Regions from separate parts of the Triticum aestivum genome. Here region 1 is linked to region 2. The links are chromatin contacts, called in public Hi-C maps. All regions are on one chromosome and are shown on one strand. The core of a region is the stretch at or near the end of the contact, and the rest is flanking DNA. Distances in the headings are between cores, read along the strand shown. Region 1 holds the start of LOC123145163 (probable transcription factor KAN2). Region 2 overlaps LOC123145162 (lysine-specific demethylase JMJ706).

Region 1 (6,909 bases), core at 196-2,695, 330 kb before region 2:
TGTGTTATGCATACATCAAGGAGTATCTGAAGTGGTAGTAGATCTACACGTACGTTGAGGAGAGCTAGCACAAGTGATCAAAGCTTAATTAAATAGTATAACCAATGAGCTAACCATGGACTTTATGTAGTTAAAGAAGATCTCCTCACCTGCAAGTGAGACTTGACATGGGCCAAGGTTAGATCCTTCACGTCCATTAGCTCAAGAACCGACTTGGGCGTTGCTCCTGCACAATCGCAAGAGAGGAAGGATAAGAAACAGTACACAATAATTCCTTCACCAACATATATAGAGCTTAGCCTGTACTATGCCAATACGCCCATGCATCCTTGTCTAGTTCTTTTGAATGCCAGCACAAGAAATGCAAGATTCGATCAACAGGATTGCCTACTTTGCTAGCTAGAAGAAAAAGAATCATCTAACGGCTGCTAACGAGCAAGAAAATTCAGGAGAAGAAGAAAACGAACACTTGAACGCGCGAGAAGCAGTTAGCAGTACATACTCTCGTGGCCTCCGAGCAGTTCGACGGCGTGGACGAACCGCGCGTGCAGCGACGTGGTCCACCGCATCCTGGGCGCACGGGAGTTCCGCTTGGCCGGCGGCGCCGCCAGCCGCAGCGCGCCGACCTTGCCGGGCGACCTCGGCCCGCCTGCCGCGCCGCCGATCGCGTCGTAGCAATGCTGGTGGTGGTAGTTGTGGTGGTGGAGCTGGCTCTGGAGGAAGGGGAGCGACTGCGAGGTGTTGTACACGGGGATGCCCCGGATGGGCTTCATCGCTGCCAGGTCCTGCACCTCGTGGAGGATGGGTTGGGTGTGCTGCAAGAACTGCAGCCCGCCCAGGTGGCCATCGGCTGCGCCGTAGTGCGCTGCATGGAAGCCGCCGCCGGCAGCTGCCGGCACCGAGGGGTGTGTCCTGGCGATGGACGGAGGTGCGAAGGTAGCTCCCGCTGATGCTGCCGTGGTCGCGGCGGCGGCGGCGGCGGCGGTGGTGTCGAGAGCCCTCTTCCAAAACCCTAGGTCCATTGGCTTGGTGGCAGGGGGCGGACTGATTTGGAGCTGGAGCTGCAGGTCCGGGTGCGACGGGAACAGCTCCATTGATCCCTCTCGCAACTGGCGAAGAGCAAGTGGTGTGATATCCGCTGCCGCTGTGGACTTGTGGCTACCTAGAGAGATCGACAGAGTTGGCCAAAGGTTGCTGGTTGGGCTAGGGCGGAATTGAGGTGCGGAACTTGGAAGATTTCTTGCTGGGAGAGAGGAGGGGGGAGGGGAGGAGCTGAGGGATGGGAGGAGGAGAGAGAGCTGGGGACTTGGAATGGTGAAGGACAGGAGTGTCTGTTTGGATGTGTTGTGTGAAAAAGAGGCGAGTGTAACTTGTTGCTTGGAGGTGGCCGGCCTAGGATGGAAGATATAGATTGGTCTTTTCGTCCATACACCATGCGCCCCCTTTCACTTTCGTTCCTCGCGTTTTTTCTCCTTCTTTATCTCCTCCCCTTTTTATTCCTCGCAGTCTCTCTCTCTTATGGGTGTTTGGTGGCAGATTGCAGTGGGAAAATGACACTTTTGATTGGGATGTATGCTCGCGGGAAGGCAAGAAGTGAGGTATTATTCCCTTATCGGGCTTTATGCCCATTCTTCATCCTCACGTGAATTATACGCAGGAGTACATGCAGTTCAGGTTGGTGTTCTTATGGACAGACTACATCCTAGTTCGGAATTCCAGAATTTTCCCGGTTCGTCATGTAGGGGTACAAAATAGAAGATTTACTGGCTGGGTTTTACATTTAATTGTTTCCAAGTGACGCCTGAACAATAAATTGGGAGGCAACCTTGTTTGGGAATCACATTTATTTTTCGGATTTGCTAAATCTCATCTAAATGAGGTATAATTATGTCACATCTAAGTCCATCACCACAGGATCAAACTTGCTGCAAAATCGAGAAAAAAACTTGCTGCAAAATTGGTGCAACGGTCCCTCACGCTCGTTTACTTATCCGAGAGTTGTCGCTCACGCTCTATGTGTATGTCCGATGTGTTCGTTTCTCGGTTGTGTGTGTTTAAGTTGTCGTTCCTGGGCCAGGGCCAATGGCGAAAAATAGTTGCTCTTCTGTCTGTACATTCTTGTGGGCCGGATTACCTGTGTGCTTTTCATTGTCTCATGGTTTTGCTTCTTTTTTTTTCTGTGTCTATATATGCATATTAGCTACTGCGATTAGAAATTTTTGTTCAAGTATGTCTCCATACTCGTAGATTTTTGTCTTTTTGTTATTATATGTGTCTATACATGTGGAGTAAAATTTCCTCAACCATGCTTAGTGCGATTGAAGATAAGCTAATGTTGTATTTTTGAGTGACGGGGGGAGTTTTTTTAGATAGCAAGTCATTATTTTAGGTTGCTAGACATTTTTCGTTTTGCTGTGAAAGTATGAATTAGATTTCTTATTTTTATTTATTTTTTGTTCCTGTATACAAATGTTCAAGTAGATAGAATCCAGTGATGGAATTTTGTCAAAAATAACATTCCTCTTTTCTTGTTTTTTATGTTTACCCTAGTAGAGTGAATGTGTCCGTTTATTTCTTTTTCTTTTTTTGTTCTTCTCCTTTTCATTTTCCATTTTCCATTTTTCAATTCATGATATTTAAGTATGTGAACACCTTTTTGAAGTGTGCGAACAGTTATTAAAATTCATGATTTTTTTATTTATTTTTTCAACACTTTTTTTGAATTTGTGCTTTTTTAATTCATGAACATGTTAAAAATATTTGAACAAATTTCAAATCAGGTTTGGTAAATCTCATCTAGATGAGATTTAACAATGTCTCATCTAAGTTGTGGCTTGTCCAATCAATTCGTTGTATTCTTTGCACAAACTTGATCCCACTATGTTCTTGTCGGGCGCATCCCATGGGCGCGCATACCGCGTTGTCGCAATATCCAATTGTTTTATCAGGCCTATTTTTGTTTAGTCTCTGTTTTGTTTTTATGGGATTTTTTTGTCATTTGTTATTGGCCTACTTTGTAAAATCGAAAGAGACAGGGTGCTTTGTTCGCTACCTCTTTTATCGCCTCCATTTTGTGACTGCGTTTTCTGTCCCCATTCCTTCTCTCTTCATTTCCCCTTTCTCTTCCACTAGAGCGACGCCTTTCTTTTGTGCAACCCTTTTTTGTGGGACCTTTTTTCTTGCCCGAGTTAGAGCTCCACCATCTACTTGCAACTCAGGCAAACCTTTTTTCTATGCCTGAGTTGTAAGACCACTATTAACTTGCAAGTGGGCTCAACATTTTATTTGTCTCTAGTTGCAATTTTACTCTCAACTCGCAATTGGACTCAATATTTGTTTGTATCACAACTGAACCCAACACTTCTTTACATTAGTTGCAAGTCCACACTTAACTTACAACTGGGTCTGACTTTTCCCCCTCAGTTGCAAGTCCACCATTGACTCGCAACTAGGAGCTTTTTTTGTCCAAGTTACAAGTTATCCGTCATCTCGCAACTGAGTCTGCCCCATTTTTTATCCCTATCGCAAGACAACCATACTCACAATTGGGCTCTTGATCTTTTTTTTGCCGCGATTGCAAGTCAACCAACGACTCACAACTAGGTCCGACCCACTTTTTGTCCAAGTTGCAAGTCCACCATTGACATGCAACTAGGCCCTTGATCCTTTTTCCCCAGTTGTAAGTACATCCTTGACTCACAACTAGGTCTGAATTTTTTCTCTCCAGATGCAAGTCCACCCTCGACATGCAACTGGGCTCGATGTTTCTTTTGTATCATAACTGGGTCCGACTCTTATTTTTTTGCATTAGTGCAAGTGCACCCTTAACTTGCAACTGGGCCTGACTTTATTTCGCCTCAATTGCAAGTTCACCTTCAACTCGCAACTTTTAGGCACTGACTATTTTTTGGCCCAGTCGCAAGTCAACCATTAAGTCACAACTAGCCACCCCTATTTATCCTACTTGCAAGACAACCATTGACTCACAACTAGGCTTTTGATCTTTTTTTGCCGTAGTTGCAAGTCAACCTACAACTCGCAATTGGGCATGACCCTTTGTTGTCGTCATAGTTACAAATCCATCATTGTCATGCAACTGAGTCATTGATCTTTTTTTGCCCCAGTTACAAATCCACCCTGGACTCGCAACTGGGCCCGGTCGAAAGGATGTGGATTTCGCCTGGGGGTGAATATGCGCTTTAAAATCATTACGGTTTAGGCTTGAACGAATGAGGAATAAACTAGTGTTTAATTTGTCAACACAAAACCTAAATATACTAGGCTCAACTATGTGCACCAACAACTTATGCTAAGCAAGACAAACGACTAAGTGATAGCAAGATATATAACTTCAAGCGCGAAGGGTATCACAAAGTGTATAACAAAAGAACTTGCCTAAGATATAACCAAGGCACGCGGAGACGACGATGTATCCCAAAGTTCACACCCTTGCAGATGCCAATCTCCGTTAGAGCGGTGTGGAGACACAATGCTCCCCAAAATGCTACTAGGGTCACCGTATTCTCCTCACGCCCTCGCACAATGCAAGGTGTCGTGATTTCACTAAGGGATCCTTGAGGGAGGTCACCGAACCCATACAATTGGAGACCCTTGGAGTGGTCATCGAACCCGTACAAATTGCTCAGGGCAATCTCCACAAGTTAATTGGAGACCCCGAAGCTTACACGGAGCTTTACACCACAATGATTGTGCTCCGCGACATCACCAACCGTCTTGGGTGCACAAGCACCCAAGAGGCAGAAGCTCTAGGGTGTCCAAGCACCCAAGAGTAATAAGCTTCTCAACTTTCACTTCCACTTATCAACATGGAGAACTCAAATCGATGCAACTAATGCAATGGCAAGAACACGTGAAGTGCTCAAGTCCCACACTCTCAAATCCCACCAAACCAACGTAAGCTATGGAGGAATATGAGAGGAAGAACAAGGAGAACACTCAAGAACTCCAAGATCTAGATCCACAAGGTTCCCCTCTCTCAGAGAAGAGATGGATTGGTGGAGAGTGTAGATCTAGATCTTCTCTCTCTTTTCCCTCAAAAAGATGCAAGAATCATGAGAGAAATAAAGAGAAAGCAAAGTTTTTGGAGGTCAACAATAGAGGAGAATGCTTGTTTAAGAACCATCGAGGTCATTGGGGAAGAAGACCCCCTTTTATAGGACCCCACGAATCCAACCGTTATGTTTTGTAACTACCTTAAACGGTACTACCGCTCAGGAGAGCGGTACTACTGCTAAGTACAGGGTAGTCGCCGAGAGCCATTGAGGACCACCGCGGAATTGGTGCGATAGTACTGCCAAAGCGGTACTACCGCCTTAGATAAGCGGTACTATCATGAATTAGCCGGTGGGTAACAACGACTTCCACAGTAGTGCACACAGTACTCCAGCGGAAGTACCGATGGGCGCAAATGGTACTACTGCGAATTCCAGAAGGGTAACAGAGAAATCCACAAGTGCGTGCGGTACTCCAACAGAAGTACGCACCAACTGTACTACCGCTAGGAGCAAGCGGCACTACGGCGAATTCCTGAAGAGTAACAGAGACCCTCCCAGTAGTAACAACGCACACTAGTTGAAGTACCGCACAAGCGGTACTAGCGGCAACTACCATCAGGAATACCAGAACACAACAAAAGAGTCAAGTAAGACCAAAACTGCCATAACTTCTGCAAATGAACTCCGAAATCAGCAAGAGACAATTGCTTATTTACCATTGACAAGCTCGGTCATTGCTCATTTGCCATCGAACAAACTAGCGTTGCTCTTGTACCGCTTACAAGCTTGTTTCGTTGCTAATTTGCCATCAGCCGTTTACTTGGTGTTAGCCACTTCTGTTAAAGTAAGCAAAATGACGATTTTACCCTCAATGGCAAATGAGCAACCTTACCTATTGTTCCTTTTAACCATGTTGAAGCACTTCTGTTCAAATTATCATAACATATTGTGATTACATATTTCTGTAAAATAAATTGGCAACACCTTGCTTGTAATTATAGATCAAACAATTTATGAGAACAATATAGTATTTTCATCATAACACATAACAAGGATAAAAGGTAGCACCTTGCTGGAGCTAGCTTGCATGAGAATAACAAATATTAAGATAACATATTTCTCTATAAAAAATTGGCAGCACCTAGCTTGTAATTTCAGGATCAAACTGTTATAAACATGACAATAATATATTTGCATCATGACACATAATGAGGATAGTAAACAGGAGAAATAGACATGGTACTCATATTCCAGTACAAGAAACTGAAGTGCACGAAAGAGACCAATGTCCAGTACAAGAAATTGAAATGCACAAAAGAGACCAATGTCCAGTGCAAGAAAACAAGTCCACAAATGTCATAGAAAGAAACAAGTTCACACTTTCAGTTTTTTCTTGCTACGAGTGGCCATCGCAGGGCTGTTTGGTTGCCTTTTCTTGCTTCGAGTGGCCATTGCGGGGCTGTCCGCTGCAGCTGGGATCACCTCATCCGGAGGAGCATCATCCGGTATAGCATCTTCTACAATCCACTCCTCATCATCACTGCTGTCCTCAACACCGTCCACATCAACTACAACATTATCAAGCTCATCCTCACTACTATCGGAATCCGAGCAAGCACTACCAATTGAGTACTGGTCTTCCTCATCAACACCTACATGTTCATATTCCTCGTGTGGATTCGCTAGATATGTATCCGTAGGTTCTTCAGTTTCTTCACTGACATTACTTGGCTGACTAGGCAGTGCTAGAGAAGGTGTTGCATGTGAAGGAGTAGATGGCATATCAGCATTTAACTCATCCCTTTTTTCATGTTCATTTAAAACTTTAAGTGCTACTTTGCCATGTCTAACTTGCTTAAAACACTCAAACATTGTCATCAACTCTTCATCATTT
Region 2 (7,262 bases), core at 1,303-3,802:
TATGTTGTGTTTCATTTGAATGGTTTTGTTTGGGAACATTAAATTCTTATGTATTTGAATTGTGTGTACATAAACATCCAAGGTTATTAACGAATATGTTATAATAAGTTTGAAAAGGTTTGAAAAAATTGGAAAATGAGATTGGGAAAAGGTTTTGATCTTTTAGGATAGGGGATCTGCTAGAGATGCCCTTATCTTGTTTAGCTTATTTATTTTTGAATTGTTTAGTTTGTTAGCTAGTTGCTTCTATTGTATAGGGTGATTCACCTTAGTTGCATCTCTACGAAACTATACTAACTTAAACTCTGTGGTCATCTATTCACTCTTTGATCTTTGATCCTTCAGTTATTATCGGCAGATCCTACCGAGAACCATTGGGATGTCAGAGCCAACTGCTTTGACCATGTCCGTAGTTGTTGAGATTGTAATGTGTAGTACTTACGAAACAATTGATGGGTGGAGCAGTAAGGTTCATTTTTCCTCACTTTGATGTAATGAATCCATAGTGGTACTCGCCTGATATTTGTGTATTCAGTTAAGCTTCACAATTCATCAGCGGTTTATTGCCATCTCAGTAGTACTGCCTACCAAGTTATATTGAGAATTTGGTTTCCACGTGACAAATGTGGAGGCTCCATGGCATATAACTTACCACTCAACCTTGATGGTATTACCCCAACCTCATGGTTCGGGCAGAGGAAGCTGGGCTGGGGCTTCAGTTACCGCAGCCCCTGGTGAGTCCACCACACTACAGTGAGGTACAGTCGTACAGATAAGTGATAGTACCCCAAATGCTCAACCCACGTTTGACCGAGCCCTGCCTTCATATTCTATGCTCCAGAATGAAATCTAGCTACAAGAAGCAACGTACCCCAAGCACACAATATTTACTTGCAATTTTCATGAAGAGCCAAAACACACACCAAACCAGTTGAATGCGTGCTGAAACCAGGTACCTGAAGACGGGAGTACCAAAAACCACGCACACTCAACTCAACCGTTGGGAGAGGTTTTTACTCTCCAAGAACTCAATCTCCCAAAGCAGCAAGCAAGCAGTTGACGACTACTAGAAGGAAAGCTACTCATGTTCCAAACTTATGAGATCGTGGCCAGTACCGCGTTCCGTTCAGCGTGGAATCTTCGTAGGCACACGCGGACGCCGCAGGCGGAGCAAATGCGCGCGTCAGGGAGGGTACGTGAGGTGATTCTCCGTAGGAAGGAGGTTTAGCAATTCTGGCGGATGCGCCTGCGCATCGATCCGTCTGGGGATTTCCTTCTCCCCCTCTCGTCGAGGACGTAGTACATTCGTTTAATCCGCCGCGCGGAGAAAGCACCTCACTGTCGGTCTCCGGGGCACGCCCGCGCACATGCCGCACGCGACGCAGGACGGTGCGTAAATTGGGTCCGCCGTACGCATCGCATGGATCGTTTACCAGCTGCATGCATGCTGCGCGCAGCTTCCGGCAGGACTTATTAAGAACTCGACCCCCCCTCCCCAGGATCCATCCATCCAAGTACCGCCACCGCCGATCAAGTTAAAGTGAGGCATTGTGAACATTCCAGCGCGGTTTGATGCGTGGACGGTCGCCGGATCTCGCACAGCAAGGTGACAGGTACTTTCTGCGGCACGATACAGTGATCGATCGATAGATGGACGCACGTACGTACTTAAGCTCGACCGAACCGGGGCCAGGCCGTTTGAATGCACGCGCGCGAGCGAGCGATCGGACTTACAGCACTGTCGCGTGCAGTGCAGTGATAGTTAGCCATCGTACAGCTACAGCTAATAACTCGGCCCCATCATTCATTTGGCAAAATCGATGAATACTGCACACCTGCTAATGTAATGAGATCGCCAGACACCGGAAGTAATAGGGCGGTGCGTATTTATTCGTCCATTCGTCGCTGTCACGGCGCTGTGACGTTGTTCGTCGTATGCGCTTGTTACGCATGCACGGAGAGGAACAAGCATGCACGCATGGGTCCTCTGATCTTGAGCCTACAGGGGAATTGTTGCTTTCGTGGATCCATCTGCCAGCGACGATCTGGCCTCGCGCGCGGCCATATCGCCCGGAACCAACACGCCCATCTGTTTCTGGGCGCTAAACTGCCCGGACAGCGAAAGCAGCTCACCAGCAAGCAAATAGCTAGCTGCCTGCCTGCTTGCGCGTGAAATGCTCAAAGAAAGAAAGGCCTGTATTGCATGGAGACATGGTTCTGCACGCATTATTTGCGCTGCATTGCCTCGCTGAGGCATGAGCAGTCGCGCTCTTGGTCGCACACTGGAGCGGAAGAGAGAAAAGAAAAATCCACAGGAACAATCTCCAACATCGCGCCATGTGCATGGATGTGGACAGGACGGAGACCAACCCCTCGGGCGCAGTTGCAAATGTGTTAAGTGGATGCACACATAATGCCCAAGGAGCGGGTGACCTGCATACTACAGTACAACTTAGATTGCGAACGCCCACCACACCACTAGCCATGCACTGTGCATGCATGGCTCGTGGCCGGCTGGCCCCGCCTATCTCATATGGCCCCCGCCGTTTCCGTGGCCTGGTCTGGTCCAACTACCGACAGTCACAATTGCACCTTGCCCACGGATTGACCACCATATTACCCACCCAGTCCTTCTCTCTTTACTTTTCAGAAGGAAAACCTATCTATCCATCCCTGTTAGTTAATACTATACCACTACCAGTACTTCAGTACAGTACAGTACTGGCGTACAGCAGTACTAGACTACATGTTGTTACCCCGTGCTCACTGTGGCGCACACGCATACCTAGGGGCATCTACGCCAGTATTGAGGATTTGATAATCGGAGCGCCAGATTCCGTGTACAGACAAGGATGGTTTCTAAATTAATGTTGTGGACATGGGGAAATGACCGGTGAGTCAAAGGGTGGTACTGAATTCAGCAATTGATAAAATCTGACAATGGAAGCCACTACGGAACAAACCTGATTTGATCTAGCAGGCGGAATAAAATAGCACGATGCCGACAGGGAATGTGATTGTATAATGATTATGCTAACAAGCCCTGTTTATACTTGGACCAATAGAGGTTTTGTTTGAGGAGAATATGGATGACTAAGCAGTCACTGAATTCAGAATGAGCTAACACGGGAGAAGAATATCATCATTGTTTTTGTATATATGTATGACTGACAGGCCAATTGGGATGCCACAGCAAGACTACATGCGGTAAACCAGGGGCCTCTTTGGTTGGCGAGATTTCAAAAGGCATTACTAGGGGGTTGAAGGGGGGAAATATGGCATAGCATTTTAGAATTCTAATGAAAGAAAGTTTCTATGACATTTGACTTGATTGAAAATTTTCTATGGAATTTGCATGTTGAAGTAGATAAAACGGGCGGGTGGGCGGGTTTTGCCACTGTGAACACCAGCCATTGAGCTAGCGCTCAGTTCTCACATGTTGAGATAGATCATATAGGAAAAATTCCTTTAGTTTTCAACCATACAAATCAAATAAGGTTTATATAGAAGAAGAAGAAGAAAAATTCTTGAACATGTAAGAAATAGTATCTCTGAAATGTCTATGAAATCTCTGAACCAAAGAGGCCCCAGATCGGTTCAAACAAGGTTTTGGTCTCACTTGACTTTGCAAAGCCTAGATCGGACCATGTGAAGTGCACTATTCAAAGATTAGTTCGGCAATATCTATATTGGATCCTCAAAACTTTCAGGCTTAGCATACTTGACCAAGAAGAGTTACCCTGCTTCCTGCTCACAAAGTCACAAGTCACAGCCTCGTAAACAATGATGCCCCGTCTCCTAGATTTCATACTTAACACGCTATCGGCTGATGGCCTGATTCCACTACTATGTCACTACTGCTTGAAATGCAAGAGCAGTGAGCATGTAAGTCATGGCATTAGACATGGAGGCCTTGAACTCTGTGGCCTTTAATGCTTTGTCCCCGCTCAGAGTGTGGTCACATCCTGTTGAGGATTTTGAGAGCCATTCAACAGAGGCAGAGGGCCATCCAACAACAATTTACTCATCATGGTACAAAAAACCAGTGGCCATTGTCTGCATTGCATGGTATGGCCATGGACCCTCTATGGCGAGACTACACAGGACTAGATGGATTGGAACGAAGCAGCTGGTGTCCACATGGAGGCACTCCAGCAATTTCTGCCATGAACATAAACTGAGCTTGATGTGCATGCAAGGGGAAACTGTGGGAAGCCAAGATTTGACTCAACACGCCCACTCTACTCCGGCCACTCACGGCTTTCAGACACCACATGTAAGCTAGCGCCGGACACAAGACCATGTCAGCATGCGCAGCATGAGCCATTACTTATTAGCATGTTGAAAAATAAGAACATGCATGACGAGATAACAGGCAGTACCCTGTCCTAAAGGGCCTTCACACTACGACCATAGTATCAACTATCAACTGTATGGCGAGGGATCATATGATCGAATTTTCAAGCTAGTTGGGCAGATGAGAATGTCTTTCAGGAGTGTCTGATGGGCAGACATCAAGGCGATAGGTGGATTCCTACCAGAAGATTATTTTCTTGAATTAGGCGACATAACAAGTTGGAGGTTGGAACCAATGGTCTTTTCCTCGTTAGGACACGGAATATTTATCTTTCAATAAGACTCACTGATAAGGGGTGACATGAATCTAAAGGAACTTTATAGTTTATGCGCACTTACATTTTGTATGAAGCGTACCTTCGCCTCAAGGCTGAGCACTTGCAAGTTAGGAAACTGGATCTTCATCATTGGGACGACTGACATGGTAGCCGAATTGAAAACAGAAGAGGTGGGCGCAAGTGCAGTATTGGGTCTTGACAAAGCTTCAGTCAGCAGTCAGCACTCGCCAGTTAATCATCATGGACACCAAAGAGTGGCAGCAAAGAGAATCCTTCTTTTTAACTTGTCTTTAAAGACATGCCATGATTTGATGGCATGTATTTTTTCTTTGAGAACATACACAAAAGAATGAAAAGAGAATTGAAAAGGTTAGAAAAGATCTCAAATCTTTCCTCTGGAACCCATCATCAACTTTCCATGGAGGAATGGCCTCTTTGCCAATGCAAAGCCATAATACCCGTGAAAAATCATGCCAAACTGTCCTGCTAATGGTTCATCTAGGCTTTCACTGTGTTCTCAGAAACTCAACAGGTGGAGCGAGATGATGGCGGCAGGGTGGGTGAAAGTATGTAGCCAGTGCACTGGGCTATTTTGCGTGTCCCGCCGTCACAGCATAATTTATTGTACTATATGTAAACCGAATGATACCTAATTTGCATATTTTGTCAAAGCATAAAGACAAGAAACAGCACGCCACTCTCCCTGGAGCCTGGACTACCTGGAGTCTTGCTGGGAATTTGCAAAGATAACTTTACTTCCACAAATAGAAGCCACTCACCAGACAATTAGTCAAATTACCTACTTGGCTAACCAACCACTACTTCAAAACCAACTATCATTAGCTAAGCAAATATTGTATTTCCACGCAGTTAAAGGAGAAAGTAAATCTTATATGCCAGATTTTAGTAGATCGGGATCTAACAACTATCATTTGTGACTGAATTGTTCATCTTTATTCCTTCTGTTACACCCACTTCCGATAAAATACGATTGATTCGAGCATTTGGGCTTCGATATACATTATCACAAAGAATCTACTTTGTTGCATATGAAACATAACAAGTAGTTATGCTAGTGATTTCTAGTCAGCATCAAGTTATTAACTCATCTGGAAACAAATGTATGTCTTTGATATTAATTTCCTGTCAGCATCAATCGATTCATTGCTGTTCAAGTTATAATTTATAAACACACTGGAGACAAATAATATTGGGAACAATACTGACATAAAATAAGAAGTTTGATGGCCTTGATGACGAGAGATTACACAAAGTGTGAAGACAAGTAGAAAGTAGAATGGCTTGTCAGGAGATATACAGTAATTTCATATTTGCATCTATTTAAGCATTCTAGGTACATGTGTGTCTGTGGAAAAAGAATGAAAGAAACTGTAAAAGTTATAGACTAACCTCTTTACAGTGGAAAGCCTAGAAAAAAGGAGATAAGTGAAGATGTACAACTAAACAACATCAGAAACTGTCTGCCTACTCTTTTCAGGTCCCCTACCACAAAGGTAACCTGGCAAATGCAATCAAGAATCCAGCCAAGACAGTGCCTCTATTGGAGGCCTGCGGAAAGAATTGCTTCTGAACCATCCATTACCGACTGACCTACCAACAAACAGGAAACCTTGGCTCGAAGGAGTTGTCAGCTTCCAGAAGTTAAGACTGATGTTTGTTAACATATGTGGTGTTAGCACCAATTGCCTTGTTATACTTCATCGAGCATGGTGACTAGCCAAGTCACTGTCCTCCTGGAATCTACAAGAGATTTCCAGCTCATGATTCCCTCTGGGAAATGATGGGCCAAGAATTTTCAAGCGCTTTGGCCCAAGCTCTACAGATGGAGATAGGTAGTTGCAGCCATTATGTTTTTGGCTGGAGGCAAATTCATCCTCCATGATATTTGCATCTAGTTGATGTAACATCTTCAATTTGGTTGGATGTACTGAGTCATCTCCATTTCCAGAAATAAAGTCAAGACAATGTCTAGAATGATGGGTATGGACAGGATCAGTTGTGCCACATGATACTTCCACTAACTTCTGTTGTTGTCTGTCATCTGCATGGATTTTCTTCAACCGTTTTAATACCTGGAGTTGGTAACAGGGAGATGCCCTTAGTAAAGACAAAGCAGTCAATGTGAAGGTAAATATTGGATATTCTGGGTAAAAATTATTGTTCATTGGTGCAATCAATCCATGAAATGAACTTGCCGTTCACTAACTAGGTCTAGTTACGAATCAAGAACAAATACCCTTATTATCATGTCCCTTCAGATTTATGCAATGATCATAAGTTGTGGAATGCAAATCATAATTTACTCTTTGAGGTTCAGTAACATTTTAGTACATGCTGGATTGAAGCTAAGCACTTAGGCCCATTTATGGAAATAAGGTCATAGTTTTGATTGCCCCATTCGCACAGCACCTTCCTATCCTGTGAAGGTGAAATAGAATAAACAGTTGGTGTAAAATGTTAAATATATAAGAATAATCAAAAAATATATAGATGAACTGAGGATTCCAGCAAGGCTATCGCAACTGAATAAGATATAGATAGCAAAAGGTCTCCAGGTACACTGCAAATTAAGTCCAAAATAACACCACTCTACACATTTTATACACT

The links. Hi-C and Micro-C count contacts between places; a contact is called where the count stands out from the background.
Region 1: a contact with region 2 is called in a Hi-C map of leaf, with 5 times the contacts expected there. The contact joins the promoter of LOC123145163 here to the enhancer-like site in region 2. A contact is called at or near these places in 3 of 5 Hi-C or Micro-C datasets (all in leaf).

What each region holds. Positions count from the first base shown.
Region 1 is chr6D:371,425,410-371,432,318 of IWGSC CS RefSeq v2.1, reverse strand. It overlaps LOC123145163 (probable transcription factor KAN2), which reads right to left and starts at 1,445. Exons shown (of 5, transcript XM_044564501.1): 1 at 503-1,445; 2 at 150-226. The coding sequence starts at 1,094.
Region 2 is chr6D:371,096,136-371,103,397 of IWGSC CS RefSeq v2.1, reverse strand. It overlaps LOC123145162 (lysine-specific demethylase JMJ706), which reads right to left. Exons shown (of 12, transcript XM_044564498.1): 12 at 5,843-6,727. The coding sequence ends at 6,353. Among protein-coding and RNA genes, the nearest start is that of LOC123145162, 9.2 kb to the right of the region's middle. Within about 2 kb of position 2,552, at least 7 of the 8 cell types and tissues checked have an H3K27ac peak or open chromatin away from gene starts, as enhancers often do. A contact at or near this core is called in leaf, where this site is marked.